Linked DNA regions of Mus musculus: region 2 is linked to region 1. A link is a contact called in public HiChIP or PLAC-seq data. All regions are on one chromosome and are shown on one strand. Each heading gives the region's core, a stretch centred on a gene start, on an enhancer-like site or on the middle of the called end of the contact. The rest is flanking DNA. Distances are from core to core; before and after follow the strand shown. Region 1 has its middle 290 kb from the start of Gm32431. Region 2 overlaps Cblb (Casitas B-lineage lymphoma b).

What was found. HiChIP or PLAC-seq counts read pairs in DNA pulled down with a chosen protein or histone mark.
Region 2: an H3K27ac HiChIP or PLAC-seq map of T-cell acute lymphoblastic leukemia shows a contact between it and region 1, with 7 times the contacts expected there. The contact joins two enhancer-like sites. A contact is called at or near these places in 5 of 39 promoter capture datasets (cranial neural crest, frontonasal cranial neural crest, maxillary cranial neural crest and 2 more) and 2 of 115 datasets of contacts at active chromatin or transcription factors (T-cell acute lymphoblastic leukemia and large pre-B cells).

The regions. Positions count from the first base shown.
Region 1 is chr16:51,342,595-51,345,814 of GRCm38.p6, forward strand. No RefSeq gene overlaps it. Among named protein-coding and RNA genes, the nearest start is that of Gm32431, 290 kb to the left of the region's middle. Within about 2 kb of position 1,712, at least 4 of the 459 cell types and tissues checked have an H3K27ac peak or open chromatin away from gene starts, as enhancers often do. A contact at or near this core is called in T-cell acute lymphoblastic leukemia, where this site is marked.
Region 2 is chr16:52,094,332-52,097,551 of GRCm38.p6, forward strand. All of the region lies in intron 3 of Cblb (Casitas B-lineage lymphoma b), which reads left to right. Among named protein-coding and RNA genes, the nearest start is that of Gm23513, 9.2 kb to the right of the region's middle. Within about 2 kb of position 1,635, at least 105 of the 459 cell types and tissues checked have an H3K27ac peak or open chromatin away from gene starts, as enhancers often do. A contact at or near this core is called in T-cell acute lymphoblastic leukemia, where this site is marked.

The DNA of each region.
Region 1 (3,220 bases), core at 462-2,961:
TCTTTACATATTTTGGATACTAGCCCTCTGTTAGATTTAGGGTTGGTGAAGATCTTTTCCCATTCTGTAGGCTCATGTTTTGTCCTTTTGACAGCATCCTTTGCCTTACAGAAGCTTTCTGTTTCATGAGGTTCCATTTATTAATTTTTGACCCTAATGCTTAAACTACTAGTGTCGATGTGTTCAAGGCTATTCTCCACTTTCTCCCCTTATCAGATTTAGTGTATCTTGTTTTATGTTGAGGTCTTTGAAACACGTGGACATGAGTTTGGTGCAGGGTGATAGATGTGGATCTATTTGCATTCTTCTGCATGCAGACATCCTATTAAGCCAGAACCATTTGTAGAAGAAGATGTTTTCTTTTTACCACTGCATAATTTGGGCTTCTTTTAAAAAAAAAATCAATTGTCCATATGTATGGGTTTACTTCTGGGTCCTGGATTCAATTCCATTGACCAACTTGTCTGTTTTTATGCCAATAGCATATGGTTTTTATTACTATTGCTCAGTATTACAGCTTGAAATCTGTCAATCTTAAGTTGTTAGTTTTTGGTGAACTCTCTTAGAATTCCAGAGCCTTATGAAGGGTGTCTCGTAGATGAAGGGATGAGACAAAGAGGCAAATTTGGTTGTACTATACGTTTTTTTTTTCTTCTCCTAGTACATTTGCATGTGATGGTGACTATGTAGAAATAGAAGTTGTGGATGATGCCAGGAATTAATTAGAGGTCCACCAAAAAGTGGATGATATTGAGCTGAAAGAGGGCAGCCTAACAATACAAACGATTCATACTGTCCCCTCTCTCAACCAAATAATAAGTCATGTGGCATTTCTTAAAAGAGAGCATCTGGGTTTCTATGACAAGCTAGCCAGAAAACGATTAAAATATGAAGATCCTTTCAATTAACACAGGTTTCCTAAATCCTAATTTCTAGTGGTGGCTTGTAAGAATAAATACGTAAACTCCCAACTTGATGTTTATACATACATAAATTTGAGAAATATCAAATTATTTTACTCTGCCGAGGAGACAACTGGCTCTGGCTGTGTTATATAGGTGTGTGTGTGTGTGTGTGTGTGTGTGTGTGTGTGTGTGAACACCCTCAGACCCTTAGCTGGATTACATGCTCATGTGATGCACACAATAATAGTGTTTGGATTTCCAGCTACATTTCAAGGCACTGGGCTGCAAGACCTATTCAAGATAAAACCAACTTGCCAGCATTGATGGAGGAGGCCCTCCTCAGTTCTACCATTAGCCAGGGAGCTATTGGCCACTTATGGCTGCTGGGAAAGAAGAGGGAGTTTTATTCAGATATGCAGTCCTTGAAAGGCTACCCAAATTCCAGTATGGTTCTCCACCCATTCACATATAGATGGCTACAAATGAACTCATTACAAAACAGTACAAGGAATTGGAAGGGAAATGTGGGGGGGGGGAGGTGAGGGCATACAGGAAGGAGCTGGAGGGAAGAGGTGGGGGGGAGGTGAGGGCATACAGGAAGGAGCTGGAGGGAAGAGTTGGGGGGAGGTGAGGGCATACAGGAAGGAGCTGGAGGGAAGAGGTGGGGGGAGGTGAGGGCATACAGGAAGGAGCTGGAGGGAAGAGGTGGGGGGAGGTGAGGGCATACAGGAAGGAGCTGGAGGGAAGAGGTGGGGGGAGGTGAGTGCATACAGGAAGGAGCTGGAGGGAAGAGGTAGGGGGAGGTGAGGGTGTACAGGAAGGAGCTGGAGGGAAGAGGTGGGGGGAGGTAAGGGCGTACAGGAAGGAGCTGGAGGGAAGAGGTGGGGGAAGATTTGATCAAAATGCATTACATGCATTCAGGAAAATTTCAAGCAATTATCTGGAGATTGAGCAAAACACCTGATTCTAACCTCCGGTCTCTATATTATGTGCACAGAGAAACACATGCATATAAGCACGTATGAATGCTCTTGTACATGCACAAACACATACACATGCAATCACAAAGAGAAAACAATACAAGACAGGTTTATAAGTAATGATAACATTTTCAGGTTACTCTGCTTCCTTCTTCTCTGGGCTTGAATTGCACTAAAGTAGGTTATATAACTGTATGCATATAAATCTAACATCCCAGTTCCTTCACATATGTCTATGTTCACTAAAGTAGGTTATATAACTGTATGCATATAAATCCAACATCCCAGTTCCTTCACATATGTCTATGTTCACTAAAGTAGGCTATATAACTGTATGCATATAAATCTAACATCCCAGTTCCTTCACATATGTCTATGTTCAAGAAGCATATGCATGATTTTGTTAAACATGTATGCTCTTTACTATCTCATAAGTTAAAAATGTGACTGTATTTCCTATGATTCTCTTTTAACTTTCCTGCTTTCAAAAATCACTGTGCATGTGGACAAACTGGTGCTTTTCAGTCTTCTGGTCAGGTTAGCTGAATTTTGCAGGAAGGCACATTGCTTCAGGAATGTTTGGCTGCTTGGAATCTGGGGTTTCAGAGAACACATCGTGTCATTTGATATCAAATTCGACTTTGAAGTAGTTCTCTTCAAGAAGATGGCAGTAATGCTGCAGCTATTCCAGGTCAGACAACAGTCGGCTACAGTCACGCTGATGTCAGACTTCATCTTTTCCTCCTGACTCCACAGCTTCATAGAACTGGAGAACTTTAGGGAAGCGAACTTTTTATCACAGACGTGATAGTGCCACTGTTGTCACTTCATTAGTTAGCATTACAGCACAAAACGTGGGGTTTCTGGTTCAGGACACTGTTAACTTAGCAGCATATACTTTAACTGTAGGCTATCTTATTCAGTTTTGTAAGTAGCAGAATTTACTGTAAAAATAGGGTCCAAACATCTCAAAAAACACTAAGCTAAGGAAATGCCTTCCTGGAGAAAAGCTAATTTGAAGCTAAAGGGAGGAGTCTTGAAGCATCAGGTAATGCTGGTGAGTCTTGTACCTTTTGTTATATTGAGATGAATATGAAATATTAAACATGCTACTTGGAGTTTCCTATGATTATCATTTATTCCTGTGTCAGTCTGCTGGTGACAAAAAGTGGGTACACACAGCAAATCAGCAGCCCATTTCAGCAAAAGTTAAGGATACCTTCTATATGTACAGTGTCGCAATGAATATTGTGGTAGGTTTAATGGATAGGGGAAAAAGACTATATTTTTGTCACATAAATCAGCTTTCCCATCAATGGAACTTGTAATTTAAAA
Region 2 (3,220 bases), core at 385-2,884, 750 kb after region 1:
GGTAAGCAGGGACAGGGGAACTTGCCAAGTTCCCTTTATTACTAAGCTAGAAGGAATATAATAGTGGGAACAGTCAAGTCTAGGAAAGAAAGTAGGTGTGCATTTACAGGTGACAGTTTTCATGTATCATTGCCACATGTCACTTGTTTTCCTTCTTTGGCAAGGCTAAGGTTAGGAACAGCCATACTGGGTGGATCCCTTGCACTTAGGCATCTGAAATGGTAATGGAAAGTGATGGAGCTGATTGAGAATTTGCTCCTTCCTCAGAAAGCTGTAGGTGAGCCACAGGAACCCCAGAGCAGGAATGCATGCCCTCTGCCAGTCGGAGAGAAGCTAGACATTTCCCAGTCCTTTCTCTGACATCCCACAATGGTATTTTATCAGAAGGTTCTGAAGTATCACCCAGCAGAGACTTACAGGATTAAACTGGGGTGTGGTGATTTGGGGATCAGCCATCTGATGCTGGTATTTACAAAAGTAAAAAGTACAGACTGTCCCAGGACAAGGCCTTCAAGTCCTGTGGTGAGTCTCTCTGGCGATTGAGCAAGAGGGGTGACAAATGAAAGTTCTGTAAGCCTTGCCCTTGAAGTCCCAAGTTGAAACTAACACACTGTAGAACAACCGTGTTACCGCCCACGGGTGATGTGATTGGGCTTCTAGCCTGCTGGCCGTGTCACCAAGGGGCTGATAGCTGTGGAGTGAAGGAGGGCCAAATGAAACCTCTCACATATCTTCAGGGTCTTAGACCTGAGGCTACTTTATATGCAGTCTTACAAGAAGAATGATAGAAAATGAAAGATTTAAGTGAAAATTGTAAATTCTTTTGACTTCCTGTCTAACCAGTGATTTTTCCGATGTCAGACTTATCGTATTAAATCCGCGCCCTGACTTAGTAGCTTTGAGGTGGGGCCTCAGACTCTGCATGTCTGTAGCTCTGAACTGCTGGGGATATTGCTGGCCTGGGCACCCAGTGTTGAGCAGTATTGTCAGACATTTATTGAAGCAATATCCACACTGCAGTGTTTAGCGTCCCTTCTTTCTCCCTTGGTGTACAATGGTTTCTAAATGATGACATATGTCATTCTCTGTGGTAAGCATTAGTTGTCTTATTGGAAGAACACTGATGAAGCTCGACCTTGGTGAGGAAAATTTAGATGCAACAAGCACACTTCCTGTCCTTTCTGGTTGCACACTAGTGCAGGCGCATGCCAGCACTACACTTCCATACAAGACAATCAACAGCCGTCTAGAAATTGGAGTTTTGTGCTATAGAGTGACACAAGAACTGTATATAGGAGACACAAAACTCTTAGTGAAACACTACAATACTCAGCTACATTCTGTTTTTTAAAGAACAATCTAGACCATAACTTAGAGAGTTAGGCTGGGTGTGTACTTGAGAGCTTAGAAGACATTCCCTGCCTGGAGCCTCTCCAAGGGTACGTGATAGGCTGCTCTTGTGTGTTTGCACTTGATTGTGTTCAGCCGAGTATTCTATTTTCAGTCATGAAGAAAAGGATTTCTTCACCACACTAGATGTTTGTCTGTTGACTCATAACTGGAACTGAGAGAATTACTGTGGTATCTGAAATGAAGACACATCTTTTCAGAAGTATATTGGGAATGGGGTGGTGGTGGTGTTATCTCAGGCTCTTTAAGATGGTGATAACACCTTGGGCTGAACGTCTTCAAGGCAGAACACCTGCTCTGTGTGCCTCTCTCTGTGTGTTACTGTTTTCATCTGCTTGCTTTCTTGGTCTGTTAACTGTAGAATGAGTTCTAGCAGAGACACGGAGGTTTGCTTTGTGTTCCCCCTCAAAATCCATCTACAATCTAAAACTTTAGAAAGCTTCTTCAACAAAGTTGGTAGGTGTGCATAAAGATCCAAGGGTTCCTTGTCATTAAGGTCTTAGTTGTGAAACAATGGATGGAAGTAATTTCTGCAAGTCCCTTCTTAGCCCCTGACCATGCACGCCTCACTGCTGGAATCCCAGTGACATTTGCAGATGATGCTCCAAGCTACTGTTGGGTGAGAAGATGGACAGGCCTGGGTGGAGAGATGACTTTATTTCTGTTGTGTGGTCTTCCTGCTTTACCAGCCTTGTCCCTTCATGCCTGTCACTTCTGCTCCAAAACCTGCTGTATCCTCAGCCTCATCTACTCCTGCAAGCTTTTTCTCTTTGCTGAACTGTCAGCTTTCATGTGTCATGTTCTCCCTCTCTTCTGCCTTCCTAACCCTGTCAGAAAGGCTTCAGGGCGCAGCAGGCTCTCCTTGACCTCCTGTAGTCCAGAAGCACCCTAACTGCAGCCCAGTGAGTCGGAGTTGTATGTTTTGCTCTCCCAGTAGTTATTAGACTGTAGATCAGTCAGCAGGGAGACTGGTAGCTTTCACCCTCTGTGGCAGTGGTGTAGAGTAGAAACAGGCTCCAGCAAGTTCTCAACGAATATCTATTGAATGAATAAAGGGATCCAGGGTGAGTGGCCTTCCATGTTCATAGATCACAATTTCTAAGCATGGTTCACCAGTCTGAATGTACAGAGAACTGACATTTTTCTAAGGTAAGATTTTAGACAAGGAAGCATAAGCCTGTGTTGAGGTGGGGAGAATATTTATTATTTATTATTACTATTACATTTAATATTTCCTCATAGTCTAGTCTCTGTTCCTCTCCCGTTCTGCCACCCTCCAACAGTTCCTCATCTCATTCCTCCTCGCCCATCTCCAAGACGATGTCCCCACACCCCCACATTCCCCCACACCCCACCAGGTCTCCTCATTTCCTGGGTCCCCAAATCTCTCAAGGGCTAGGCATGTCTTCCCTTACTGAGGCCAGACCAGGCAGTTCTCCGCTGTATATGTGTCAGGGGCATTGGGCCAGCTAGTGTATGCTGCCTGGTTGGTGGCTCAGTATCTGAGAGATACTGATTAGTTGAGACTGCTGGTCTTCCTATGGGGTAAACTTCCTCCTCGGAGTCTTCCAGCCTTTCTCTAATTCAACCACAGGGGTCCCAGTCTTCAGACCATCGATTGGGTGCAAGTATTTTCCTCTCGCTCAAGTCAGCTACTTGTTGGGCCTCTCAAAGGGCTGCCATGCTTAGCTTCCATCTGTAATCACACCACAGCATCAGTAATAGTGTCAGGCCCCGGAGCTGACCCCTGGGATAGGTCCATACTTGGACCCGTCACTGGACTTCCTTCTCTCCAGTCTCCTCTCCATTT